Linked DNA regions of Callithrix jacchus: region 2 is linked to region 1. A link is a contact called in public Hi-C data. All regions are on one chromosome and are shown on one strand. Each heading gives the region's core, a stretch centred on a gene start, on an enhancer-like site or on the middle of the called end of the contact. The rest is flanking DNA. Distances are from core to core; before and after follow the strand shown.

Region 1 (7,030 bases), core at 2,389-4,888:
CTTCAGCAGAGATGGGGAGAAAGAACACCCCCCTCCCCAAGTCCCTCTGCAGAGAGTCTGACTTTGCTGGTGGTCACTTCTGTCTAGACAGAGGACAGGAAAGGGGCCAGAAGCTCCCAGGGACAGTATTTGTCTCTAACACTGCCCTGCCCAGCCTCCAGCCCAGAGCTTGGTACAGATGAGCTAATAGCAATGACTGAATGGGCTTCAGGGAGTCAGAGAGAGGAGGCAGGGAGTTGAAGAGGCAGAGAATCAGAGAGAGGAGGCAGGGAGTCAAAGAGAGAAGGCAGGGAATCAGAGACAGGAGGCAGAGTGTCAGAAAGAGGAGAGAGGGAGACAGAGAGAGGAGGCAGGGAGTCAGAAATAAGAGACGGGATCAGGAAGGGCAGAAAAGGAGGGGGAAAAAATCCCATGTGTCTTTTATCGCTGAGAGAAGACTGATTCTTCACATGGCTTGAGCCACGTGGGGCTGTGTGAGACATTTGGACACCTGGACGCCAGGTGACAGTGCCTCTGTGGGCTCCACCTCCCACCCCCACATCTTTCTTCCCTCTCCTCCCCAAGAGGTGGCACCATGGGCAGCCTCACGGACACAGCTCTCCTCTGCAGCTTGTTCTCCATTCACCCTCAGCTAGGCTGACCTCACACAGTGAGCAGCAGACAGGGCTGCATTTGAAGGACCCTTTGGGAATTTAGAGTCCAATATCAATGACTGAATGGATTTCAGGAAATCAGAGAGAGGAGGCAGAGAACCAGAGAGAGGAAGTAGGGAATCAGAGAGGGGAGGCCCAGAGAGGCAGAAGATTCAACAGAGACCCTCTAGCAGCACAGGTATCTGAATACACGTACAGTGACTTCTGAGCCTACCACACGGCCATTCTGAGGACAGGTGGGAGGCAGAAAGTTTCCAGAGCAGAGATGAGGAGGTGCCATCCTGGGGACACAGTAACCACAGCCAGGAAAGCATCCATCAGCCTACTTGACTGATGGGGACACTGACGCTCAGAGAGGTTAAGTCACTTGCCCCAGTTCACACAGCAGATGACTGGCTAGGCTGGGATCAGAACCAGGCTTTGACTCCAAAGCCTAGCTCTTAACTCTATGAAAACCCACCCCCAGACCAAAACTTGTCTTTTTCAAAACACTATCTGACTCAGTGAAGCCTCAGCTGGTGTCAGGCAGGGAGATGACCCCTGAGGCATATTATATTCTCACTCCCTCTCTGCCTGCAAGCAGTGGGGCAGGGAGGGGGTGGGCACCTCCCCGGATTCTCCCCCAACCCTGCCAGCCAGCTCCCAGCAAGTGCACATGTGGATTCGCCACTTCTCCCTGGAGCCTCTCCCCCAAGGCCTGCCCAGAAGATGGAGGGGTCACATGGGCACAGGCAGCAGGACGTCTGGACGTGTCCTCCTGGTATGTGCCCCAGAGCCTGTTTCACTGGACTGCCTCTCCTCCACCCTCCCATGCCTCCTCCATCAGCACACACTCAGCCTCTTTGGACACGTACATTGCAGTCACTGGCCTCTAGCTGCCACTTTGAGAGTCCGGGGGCTTGGCAAAGCCAACACCATCAAAGCCAACCCCATCTGGCAGCTCAGACGGTAGAAGGTAGGCAGGCATCTGGCTTCTGGCAGGCCAGCTCTGCCTCTCACCAGCCCAGCAGCCCTGGGCAAATGACTTGGCCTCCCGAGGCTCAGGTTACTCCATGTTAATGGTAAGAAACAAACCCCCTGTGTAGCTCTGGGCCTCCAATAAGTTTGGAGGCTGCCCCAGCTCCTGGCCCGCCGCAAACCTGAACACGTGTTGGGTTCTTTTCTTTGTGGTACTTTCTCTTGGCAGTCATGGGGCTGCCTAGAGCAGCAGGTGAGGCTGAACTGGAATGCGGGCACAGGTCTTGCAGGGATCCCATCTTGTCTCTGACATCACCAGAGGCCTCAATCACCGGCTCCTGACCTGGCTGCCCGCTCCCAGCCTGGCTTCCCACTTTCCATGAGGTCTTGGACATCCCCCGTCATCCTTCCAGTGCTGGGGACATGGGGAGGGGAGGGCACAGAGAGGCCTCCAGAGCTGCCTTCTGGGCCCTCCAAGACAGCTAAGTTACAGGAAACCCCTCCTGGGAAGGGAATCATCCAGGAAATTCACTCTGCACCAACCCAGAGAAAGCTCAAGAACTCTGGATAAGGGATGAGCTCCTTAATCTTCCTTCCCCACCTCCAGGTATGTAAGTTGCAGCCAGCTCCAGAAGGGGGACAGGAATGTTTGAGGACGTTGACTCTTCCTCCCTGAGCCTCAGTTTCCTCCTATTTAAATGGGCTCTTACTCTAGCTCTCTTAAATGGAAAGCCTCTGGCACCAAAACTAGCACATAGTAGAAGCTCAATGCATCTTTCTTTCCTGGGATAAGTAAAGGGTCTAGCACCCAGTCTGACACATAGAGTAGGTGCTCCAAAAATTTAATTTTCTCTAGGTATGTAAAGTTGCCAGACGACCCCGGCACATAGAAGGTGCTCAGCCAATTTCACTTTCTCTGGGTCATGCAAGGAACCACTGAGCTTTCCTACCCCAAGCCTCTACCCTTTCTTCCCGGCCGCTCCACTTCCCAGATCCCCAGCTCTGTTGGGGTGTCTCCTACCTGTGAATGGCGGGCCGGGCCTCTGACTCGGCTAGAAGAGCTGCTTGGAAGCGCCGGGAGCTGCGGGGAGCAGCCGCCTGCTGCTCCAGCCGCCGCCGAGCCACCCAGAGTCTGTGGCGCCTCTTGGGTCACTGCGCCTGGATCCTCCCCTGCGCGGCTCGGGGCGCCGGGCTCGGCGCGGCCGGGCAAGGAGGCGCGAGAGGCTGGTGCCCCATGGGTGGGCTCCGAGGGCTCGGCGGGGCCCGGGCAGGGGGCGGGCTCCGGCTCGCCGCCGCCGGCCCTGCCCTGCCCGGAGCCGGAGGCCTCCTGCTGAGCCAGGTGCCCGGAGGCTTGGGGATGTTCGATCCGGGGGTCCCCGCCTGGGGCTCCGGGGCCAGGGGTAGAGCGGTAGGGGCGACTCCAGTGATGAAGGAGCAGCCCCTAGAGATTCGGGGAGTGGGGGTCCTTTGGAGGTGACTATAGGTGCGTGTCCCGGGTGGGCGAACCCTCCTGGTCGCCTATGCCACCTTCTCCGCCTGCCCCGAAAAGGGTCGCTCGGATGGGGGGTAACGGGCTGGCGGGGTCGGCCGCGGCCTCCTCCTCTGCCCGCGGCTCTGCAGCTCTCCCCGCGCCGGAGGGACGGCTCCTTTCTCCCCGCGCGCGGCGACGCCAGCAGCTGAAGGAGGAGCAGGGAGCTCTGCTCTGCGCGCGTGTGGGAGGGGGCCTTGAACGCCGCCCCAAGGTTTCGCAGCTCCAAGTTAGCAGCAACCGGCTCCTCCTCCTCCTTCACCTCCTGCTGTCCCCAGAGGAGAAGAACTTTGCGCGTGGCCTGGCTTCTCCCTCCTGCCCTCTCCTGCAGGCAGACGCCCCTCTGCCACCCGCAGGGCGAGGAAGTTGCTGAGCCTTCCGAAAGGTGGCAGAAACCCAGGCTCCCGATGGCGGTCCCAGCGGCGCCCTCCCGCGCCCGTGCAAGCGTCGCTCACCTGCCCCCCGCGAGCGGCGCGTCCCGTCGCCCAGCGCCCGCGTCTGCCCTCCCGAGCCCGCTCGCCCCGCCCCGCCCCGGCGCCCGGCCAATGGGAGGCGGGTCCCACGGCCCGGCCCGCCCGGCCCCGCCCTCGACGCTCGCGGCCTCCCGGGCGCCGCCGTCTGCGGTTCCGCGTGTCCTGGCGCTTGGTGCCTGGGCCGCTGGGGGCGGCTGGAGGCGCCGGGCGCGCGCACTTTGCCCGGAAGGCTGCACGGGCCTCGGAGGCTGACGTCTGCGCGCTCGCTCACACGCACGCCGGGCCCGGCCGCAGGTGACCCGCGTGGGGTCCGCCCGCCTGCCCACTCGCCCGGGGTGCCCAGCTGCTTGCCGAGCGCGCCGCGGCTCCAGCGCCCTCCTCCTTCGCGGAAGTGTCCGCGTGCCTCTCCAGGTGTCCAATCCGCCCGTTCCAGCCGCTTCCACCCTCCCGAGGTCTTGGTGCCCACGGGACCCTGCGGGCTGGCACATGGGTCGTGCACGTGTCGCCCAGAGGGACCGGAGTCACCTTGGCTTAGTGGCCAGAGATCTTCGAGGCATGCCCGTTTCAGAGAGCGCGGCCGGGGACACACTGGGTGCCTTGGGCAGTGCCTCTTCCGCCGGCATTCTCCCTTTTCACTTTTAAGCAAGGGGCTTGACCTAGGGCAAACATCACGCATTCTCACAGGGCCATATAGCCACACCACTTATTTAATTTTTTTTTTAATACCAAATCCGCTTTCCCCACCCCTTAAACACTTGATTTTAGAGAATCATTATATCACTGCCTTAAATGGGAAAGCAGTATCACTTGCCATAAATAGAAAGTTAGAGTTAAAATAAGCACAGTGAAAACAAAGCAAGGTTATTAAATATAGCTGGAAACTGTGGCCTTCCAAGGCTTGAGATGTGCCCTCAGTGAAAAAGGGAGATTGGCAAGGTTTGGCGAGGTGTTAAACATTCATTAGCACCTAACAGAGACTTTCTCCTTCACTTATCAGGAGGCTTCAAAGAGAATGTTCTCATTGTGTGATACAGCAAAGGGATGCGGTGCTGTCTGTGTCCCTCAGTTCCAGACCCCTGGACCTCAGAGATGTCTGCCAGCCTCACCCTCAACCCCAGACCTGGCCTCCCTACCTCATAAGAGGCAGCAGGAATTAGGGAGGGCACCTGAGGGGCCAGCTCCACTGGCTGAGAGACTGGCATTCAAGTCCTGACTCGTTAATTACCCAGATATCTGACCCTTGGCCAGTCATGAAAAGTGTCTGGATTCTGGTTGTGCCATCTCTAAAATGGGTGTGATATTGCTGGGTCCACAGAATGACAGAAGTGCTGAAATGGCCTGGGACTTTGAGTATGGAAAGTGACTTGCTTTGCTTGTCTCTCTAGCATCTTGAGATTCTCCGGCAAAGTTGACCAGAGAGGATGGGGCAGGTAGGGTTGGAGGGTGCAGTACTTGTGCTACCTAATTGTGTTCAATGCCCCGATTTAGGCCATAGATGGGCTCAGGGGATGTGCCCAAGGTCACCTGGTGGCAAGTGGCAGGATCTCATCGAGGTGCATTTTCCACATCCAGACTTTGCCTCTGGGAACTGGCTTCTGCCCAGGAGCGTTTGTGCTGGTCATGACGCACAGAGGCTTCGAGCCTTGAGCTGGCGGTGAACTTGGCAGTGGGAGGTGAGCAGGGTGGCACGCTTCACCTGGAAGGCTGGGGTCAGGAAGACTCAGGCCACTGGGCCAGCTCTGCCACCCCCATCACAGAAATGTGGCAGGCAGCCCAGGGACCCATGGCTCCCTGCTTCTGCAGAGTTGTCCAACAGAATGGGTCATGCCCCACTGACTATACCCCCCATAGTGAGGGGAGCTAAATGTGGAGTGAGAAGCCGGGGAGGTGCACTGCCTTCTGCTCCTCACCTCCCCCGCTCCCAGTACAGAATGGCTCAGTCAATACGCAAGTACACATAAGGGACCCACTGATGCCCACGGAAGCTTTGCGTGGCAACAGCACACTCCCCATGTGTGCCTATTTTCCCCTTCCCCACTCCCCACAGTCCACTTGCCTCATCATTTCTCACTGGACCCTTTGTCATAGCTGCCCCCTTCCTCACCAGTCTCCCTGTCATCCCCTCTCTTCCGTATAACCTGTGATCATGTTAGTCCTGTTCTAAAAATGTCATCTCTTGCTCAAGAATTTTCAAGGGCTCCCCATTGCTTAAGATGTAAAATCTTGGGCCAGGTATGGTGGCTCACATCTATAATCCCAGCACTTTGGGAGGCCAAGGTGGGAGGATCACTTGAGGCCAGGAGTTTGAGACCAGCCTGGCCAGCATGGCGAAACTGTCTCTACTAAAAATATAAAAATTAACCAGGCGTGGTGGCGTGTGCCTGTAATTCCAGCTACTTGGGAGGCTGGGACATGAGAATCTCTTGTACCCAAGAGGCAGAGGTTGCAGTGAGCCAAGATTGTGTCACTGTGCTCCACTCTGGGCGACAGAGCAAGATCTGTCTCAAAAAAAAAAAAAAAGATATAAAATCTAAATTCCTTATCCTAGCATACAAGGCCTCCAACCTCCTATCAGGACACAATTCTCACCATGCCCTGCCGCCAGCCTACATTCCAGCAAAATCAAACCACTTCTGGGTAAAGAACCCAGGCTTCGCCTCCTCTGGGCTTGGGTATGCTGGTTTCTTATCAGGGATATCCTTTTCTCAATATTTACCCATCAAACTCCTGCACATTCTTCAGAGCGCTGTGTCCACACCTCTCTCCACAAAACTTACTCCCAGCCTTTCTAATGGTGTGGATCTCCTCCTCTGTGCCCCCACAGCACCAAAGCTTGGCTTTTGCGCTGTGGGTAACGGATCCTCTCCTTAAGCCTCAGTTTCTTGGCCTGTAAAGTGCGTGTTACAATAGTAACTGCCTCTGCAGTTGTTGGGAAGATTAAAATCAACTGCAAAATGCTTCACACACAGTGGCCTCCGCCACGGGCACTTCTTCCATAGCCCGTGTTACCTCCTGCCTCATTTTTGGACATATGCTTTGTCACCCCCATTAGCATGTGAGCTCCTCCGAGTGGGGACAGAGCCTGATTCATCCTTGTATTCCCACATCATTAAGGGTAGCATCTCACACGTTGTAAGTTTTTAATAAATGCTTATTGAATTGTGTTCAGCCAAACAGTCTCAGAGCAGAAGAAATACACAAACTCTCCTTGGAGATGGAGAAAGGGCAGACAGACAAAGTGAGGAGACTTTCATCTGGTCCTCCTAACAGCCACACTTACAAAAGGGGAAACTGAGGTTCAGGGAGACTGTTCAAAGCCAGGCAGCTAATGAGAGGCTGAGCTGGGGTCCAAGAGGAATTATTCCAACAGGAAAAAAGGCATTTGCCTAATGTCCTGTTACACCCCCGGCTGCTTTTCT
Region 2 (7,030 bases), core at 2,585-5,084, 44 kb before region 1:
CAGTATCCTCTTCTGAAGAAACGCGGATGATGAAATTCCCAGCCCTTATCTTATGGGCTGCTGTTAGGCTCAAACTGACTTAATTTATGAAGACACCTGAAGAAGGGTTTAGTGCATCCTGCATGCCTGGAAGATCGTCTGGCAGGAGGGAGGCGTGGGCAGGAGCAGAGTGCAGGCCAGAGACCCCGAATCCCAGCTGCTTTGTGCCAGAGCGGCAGGATTTGTGAAGCCCAGCCTGCCCCCGTCACACCCCTTCCTGTTATTTCTGCAGCAGTCCTGTGCCTTGCCTGGCATTATGGACCTGGTACAGAAGAATCGGCCTCCCATGGCTTCGATTTTTTCATCTGTCTATTGAGGGGACTGAGTCAAAAGGAGTCCAGGGTGTCCGACACTCACCTTGTTTCTGACGCTCTTCACCTGCTCCCTGGCTCTGAACACCCGCCAAGTGGCCACCTTTGGCTTCAGGATCCACCCTCACCTTGCCCATGGTCCTGTGACTTCTTTTTTGACCCCTCTTTCTTCTCCTGGCCCTTGGAGGAAGGAGCCCACCTTTCTCCTGGTGTGACATAGGGTGGGTTCAGCAGAGTGTCTTGATGGAGTGACCTTGGGCATATTCTGGCTCTGGGCCTCAGTTTCCCCTGCTGAGCCCTCTTTGTCTTCTGGGGAGGATAGTGAAGAACCCCAGCATCTAGGAGTCATAGGGGCTTTAAATGGCACTTGATTCAAGCCCAAACCCAATGCCTAAGACCCCCACCACACCTAGGTTACTCTTGCCTACCTCTGCAGGGATGGGGAGCTCACTACCTCCCCAAGCAACCCACTCTGTCTGTTTGCTAGACAGCAGTGATCATGTCAAACAGGGGTCATACACAGTGGCTGTCATTGAGGCTCAACAATGAACAGGAGCAGGGGGGCACAGAGGTAAGGACCTCGTTCAGGTTTGAATACTGACTGTCTCCCCCTTGGACTGCCTATGAGGATGACTTAACCTAATCAAACCTCTGGGCATCCTGTGCCCAGGCCCCTTGTACCCTCTCAGAAGGGGTCCGGCTCTGTGCCAGCCCTGCTGTCTTCTCACGGTGGTGGGAGTCTGAGCGCTGCACACTCCCTGGGCCCCGACATCCTCCTTTAGGCTTCATTTCTTAGAGGATAAAAGGGGTTTGGGGTTTCCCACTGTTTTTTCGTTTGTGGGTTTTTTTGAGACGCAGTTTCCCTCCTATTGCCCAGGCTGGAATGCAATGGTGCTATCTCAGCTCACTGCAACCTCAGCCTCCCGGATTCTAGTGATTCTCCTGCCTCAGCCTCCCTAGTAGCGGGGATTACAGGCACCCACCACTACACCCAGCTAATTTTTTGTATTTTTAGTAGAGACGGGGTTTCACTATGTTGGCCAGACTGGTCTCGAACTCCTGACCTCAGGTGATCCACCTGCCTCAACCTCCCAAAGTGCTGGGATTACAGGCATGAGCCACCACGCCTGGGTTTTCTATTGTTATTTCCAGCTCTGAACCAACCGTACAATTTCAGATCCAGAGGACAAAGGCTGTGAGGACTTCCTCGTACCCAGCCAGCACCCTGGGCTGTGTAACCTTAGGAGGTTTGCTAAGGAGACCAGCCTGACAAGCCGGCTGGAATCTGAGCTCTCTGACCTCCACTCCTGCCCTTACAGCCACTTGGTTCCAGGCGGTGTGGGTGGTCAGAAGCCGTCCTCTTCTTCCTGTTCTGTCCAACTGGCTTCTATGGGTAGGTGACAGGGCAGTGTTCCCAGCAGTGGGACAAGAGGTGCCAGTGCCAGGCTATGAGCCATGCATTCCTCCGTCTGCAGGGCATGTAGCTATGGGGTCAGCCATCACAGGCCACACAGACTGTGGCAGGGAGCACTTCCTGGCCCCCAGTGAGCCAGAGAAGGGGTCTGGGAAGAATCAAGAGACACCCAGACAGTGCCTTGTGGCAGCAAAGCCGCTGGCCCCAATCTGCCAGGGTGCACGTTCCAGGACTGCGGGTGTGACGTTGGGTGAGTTATTTAATCTCACTCTTCCTGTTTCTCCATCTATAAACTGGGTAGAGGGTAGCAGTCTTCTCGCAAGGCTGTTGTGGTAGTTTCCTGAGAATTAGCCCATGTAAAGACCTTAGCGCATGAGAGAGGGCTCAGGGAGTGGCGGTTGTTATTCTCGTTCAGCATCCATCTCTCCACCTATTGATACAACAAAGACTTAGAAATCTGTGTTGAAGTCAATTTTGCTCCATCACAAGTTACTCCAAAACTTAGTGGCTTAGAACAATCAGCATTTTTCTCCCATGCGGTGTTCGAGGATCAGGAATTTGGGAGTGGCTTGACTGGGTGGTTCTGGCTCAGGATCCCTCTCCTGCAGTTGTGGGCAGGATGTCAGTTAGGGCTGTAGTCATCTGAGGCTGGACAGGAGACAGAGGATCCCCTTTGAAGGTGGCGCCCTCGCACGGCTGGCCAGGTCGTGCTGGCCGTGGGCCAGAGGCCTCAGTCTCTCACCATGTGGATCGCTCCACAAAGCTGCTTGAGTGTCTTCCCAAGATGGCAGCTGGATTCTCCCAGAGCACGTGGTACAAGAGAACCAGGGAGGAAGTGCAGTACCTTTCATGACCCAGCCTCAGAAGTCACGCTCTGGCATTTACGCAATATCCTCTCGGAACACAGGTCCTCTGCTCCGTGTGGAAGGGGACTCCGCAAAGGTGTGCATATCAAGAAGCCGGGATCTCTGAGCACCACCTCGGAGGCTGGCTAAACTGTGTTTTGCTTTAGGGATGTAGTCGTGAGCAAAAGCATGGTTATCTCCCTCACAGTCAAGTGTGTCTATGTGTGTCTGTGGCTGTGTGTGTACACGAGCGTCGGGTACAAAAAAACCTTGAGACACATTCTACGAAGCAAACAGACAGGGTGGCCTGATGCTGTATAACAGGGTCTTATAGAAAAGGCTTCTCCAAGGACGGGGCTTTGGGATTGAGGCCTGAGGGTGAAAGGAGCCTGCCAGGGACCAGGGAGTGGGGAAGGGTGTTGCAGGCAGACTTGGAGAGGTGCCAACGTGGTGGCCCCTGGAACTGGCCCGCCTGGCTCTCATGCTTCTTGGCCACCCTCTTTGACCTCAGTTTCCTCATCTGTAAAAGAGGATAATAGCAGATCCTACCTCCTATGGGGTTGGAGGGATTAAGGGAGATACTTTGAGAGCCTGGTGTACCACGTGCTCAGAAATGTGAGTGTCATCACCACTATTCAACAGTGGCGCGCAAAGATGACAAAGACGTGGCCCCAGCTGTGAGGCCTGACCTGGAGGGAGGCACTGTTTGAAGCATTTCCCAGGGGTGATCTCACCTCACGGAAGGCAACCATCTAGTATGGGAGATGGGCACGTAAGACAAGCGTTGGAACACCCAGGACAGGGGATGGGAGCACAGCTGTGGGAGAAGGGGGAGGAGGGTGATCTCCCTGATCCTGCACAGGAGGGGTGCCTGGGAAGGCTCACCTATAAGTGGCACAGCCATCTAGAGAGATGAGTGGGCAGAGAAACTTCTAGGTGGCCAACATGGGCTGGAGGGAGCACAAGGTCTGCAGGGGACAGCAGGTAGTTCTTTGTAGTTCCAGGCGGCTGGAACTCTGGGCTCTGTGGACTCAAGGAAGGAGAAGGAGAAACAGGCTTGTGTAATGAATGGGGTGGGTCTTGACCGTCACATTTGAGTGGGCTTTCCTTTGGGGTGGGGTCAACGAGCAGGAAAGCTGGGGGAGGCAGGGACAGCCACCTTGGGGTTGTAGGAGCTTCCTCTGGCTACAGGGAGGAAGGAGTGGAGGCAGGGAGGCCAGTGGAAACATGAGGCCAGGAGAGGAATGGTGAGGTCAGGACCAGGGCAATGGGAATGGAGGGGAGAGGGTGTACCCTAGAGGGGAAGGGGGAGCTGAGCAGGAGAGGAGGGGCAGAGGAGGGGAAGAGGGCAGTACCTCCTGCCCTTTTCAGGTCCTGGCCAAGTCCCCACTCCTTTCCAGGGAGTTCCCCGATTCCCTTCTCTCCCTGACCTCAGACACAATTACCTCCAGTCCTATAACACCGAATAGGCTGGGCACAGTGGCTTATTACTGTAATCCCAGCACTTTGGGAGGCTGAGGTGAGTGAATCACCTGTGGTCAAAAGTTCAAGACCAGCCTGGCCAACATGGCAAAACCCTGTCTCTACTAAAAAATACAAAAAATTAGCAGGGTGTGGTAGCAAGCACCTGTAATTTCATCTACAGGAGGCTGAGACAGGAGAATTGCTTAAACCTGGGAGGCAGAGGTTGTAGTGAGCCGAGATCACACCATTACACTCCAGCCTGGGCAACAGAGCAAGACTCAGTCTCAAAAAAAAAAAAGATAACACTAGATAGGCAAGAGATTGTGGGAACTCTTGGTCATTCCTGCATTATGGCACTTATTATTTCAATGGTGGCTACCATTTATAGAGCACTTACTGTATTCCAGGTACACACACACACACACACACACACACACACACACTTCATTCTAACCTCACATAGCCTAGCAAGGTAGGCACATGGCTCCTGTTTTACAGATGAGAATCTTGAGGGTAAGTAATTTACCAAAAGTCACACCGCTAGTTAGAGAGGGTCTGGGTTTCACCAAATTAGCTAATTGAAAGTGCTTATATAGTGCCTGGTATATAGCAGGCACTCAATAAATGCTAGCCACTCCACCATCTTTTTTAGAGACAGGATTTTGCTATGTTGCCCAGGCTGAGTGCAGTGGCTCTTCACCTGCATGATCATGGCACACTACAGCCTCTGAGTCTTGGGTGCAAGTAATCCTCCTCCGGAGTAGCGGGGATTACTGATGTGCACCACCACGCCTGGCCCTTCCACTATTTTTGCTAGCGTCATCGGCTAGATCAGTCTGGCTGCAGAGCCCACGCCCCTCTGAGGGGGCCATTTGGATCTCTCTGGCCTGATTCTGATAGGCTGTCATCTGTTTACCTGCCCCACTGAGCTGTGGAGTCCTGCAGAGCAGGGACCGGGTCTGATTGGTGTGTGGGTCTTGAGCGCCCCTGGTGGGTAAGGCACAGAGTGCATGGTCAGTGATGGTTTGTTGAGTGAGCATCTCAAGTTCCTGTCTCTTAGAATCATGGGATTTCTCCAGCCTTGTTTGCCCCTTAGAATGATGGAATCTCATTAGCCGCGTTTGTCTCTAAGAATCATGGGGTTTCCCCAGACACATTTGTCCCTTAGAATCATGGGGTTTCTCCCACCATGTTTGTGCCTTAGATTGATGGAATTTCATTAGCCATGTTTGTTTCTAAGAATCATGGGGTTTCTCCAGCCATGCTCGGCCTTAGATCATGGGGTTTCTCTACGGTGGAGCCTTGGTTGATCACTTCAGCCAGGACACTCTGTCTCTTACCAGCCACCTTCTTCCCTTTCTCAGAAGCTGGCCCATAATCCAGCTCCTACCAGCCATACCCTCCTCTTTGTCCCGGGCCAATGCCCCCTGCCCATCCCCAGGCCAAATCAGGAGTCTCCACCAAGAGCTCACTTGTCTTGCCCTGGTCTCCCAGAGTGCTCAGGCTCAGGGCAAGCTCCACCTCCTCGCCCATCCCTCCAGCCACCTGTGTCTGCCCCTGACTGGCTGCAGTGTGGCGTTCTCCTCTCTGAACCTCGATTTCCTCAACTGCAAAGTGAGGAGGATCATTTCGATCACCTTCAGCTCAGCTTTGTCAGTTTGCTACCGGGATCCAGCAGGGTGGAGGATGAAGACCTTCTGTGTCACTCTCTCTCCCGGTGTCTCTGTGGGATCTCTTGCTGCTCCCCGGGGAAGCGGCATGTCTCTTCAAGACCACTAGATGGCACTAGCGGGCCACCCGTCTCCCCGCAGGCGGACCTAGGGAAGAATTCCACCTGTGGGATTCCGCCCTAAAAACCACAGCCACCTACCTCCCCCAACTTGTAGGAGACCCCAAAGAGCGAAGATCTGCAGGCGGGCCCAGGCAGGATGTGCAGAAGTTAGGAAAAGGTGTGGAGGTCGAATCTGAACTGCGGAGTTCTGAGCCAGGCCAGGTTCTTAGAGAACGTTCTGGATCTCTGCTTGGCAGTTAATTTGCTGGGTGACCCTGGCCTTGTCACAGAACCCCTTTGAGACTTCAGGTTCTTCCTCTGTGAAACAGGGCACCAAGGCTCTTCTGTGCATCATGGAAACTGAATGATACTGGGGACGTAAAATGTCCCTTCTGCCTCCGGGCACAGAGCAAGCTTGTCACTTTGTAATTTACTATTATGTCTCAGAGTTTCCTCTGGGAGGAGCCTTGGGCAGGATGCCCAGAGATCCTGGTCTGCAATGGACTGTTCTCTTGCTGTGTGACCTTTGGCAAGTCACTTCCGGTCTCTGGTGGGCTGGGAGTATCATGGAAAAATAAAGGCTTGGGAATCAGACAGACTTGAGTGTGAATCCCACCCACTTCTTCTCCCGGCTGTGTGGCCTTGGGCGGCTCCGATAATTCCCTAATGATTTGTGTGACTATTTGTTCTAAGACTGTCTTCCTGGTTCTCTGGTACGTTCCACGAGGCCCAGGCTCATGTCAACATGGCTCACCTATGTAAACTCAACACTCAGCTCAGTGTCTGGTACAAGGAGCACCAATAAACACAGGCGATTCATGATCGGTGTTACTGTCACTCTATCACTGTATACATTCACTCAGCATCAGCAGCAGGGCCCGTGTTCAGAGCTTCCCCTGAGCTTTTGTTTTGTTTTGTTTTTAGACGGAATTTTGCTCTTGTTGTCCTGGCTGGAGTGCAATGGTGCGATCTCAGCTCACTACAACCTCCGCCTCCCGGGTTTAAGCGATTCTCCTGCCTCGGCCTCCCAAGTAACTGGGGTTACAGGCATGTGCCACCACGCCCAGCTAATTTTTTTGTATTTTCAATAGAGACGGGGTTTCTCTATGTTGGTCAGGCTGGTCTTGAACTCCTGACCTCAGGTGATCTGCCAGCCTCAGCCTCCCAAAGTGTTGGGATTACAGGC

The links. Hi-C and Micro-C count contacts between places; a contact is called where the count stands out from the background.
Region 2: a contact with region 1 is called in a Hi-C map of skeletal muscle, with 2.6 times the contacts expected there. The contact joins the enhancer-like site here to the promoter of RASD2 in region 1. A contact is called at or near these places in 2 of 3 Hi-C or Micro-C datasets (both in skeletal muscle).

Annotation. Positions count from the first base shown.
Region 1 is chr1:206,377,673-206,384,702 of calJac240_pri, reverse strand. It overlaps RASD2 (RASD family member 2), which reads right to left and starts at 3,638. Exons shown (of 3, transcript XM_035271245.3): 1 at 3,594-3,638.
Region 2 is chr1:206,421,750-206,428,779 of calJac240_pri, reverse strand. No RefSeq gene overlaps it. Among named protein-coding and RNA genes, the nearest start is that of MB, 37 kb to the left of the region's middle. Within about 2 kb of position 3,834, at least 2 of the 16 cell types and tissues checked have an H3K27ac peak or open chromatin away from gene starts, as enhancers often do. A contact at or near this core is called in skeletal muscle, where this site is marked.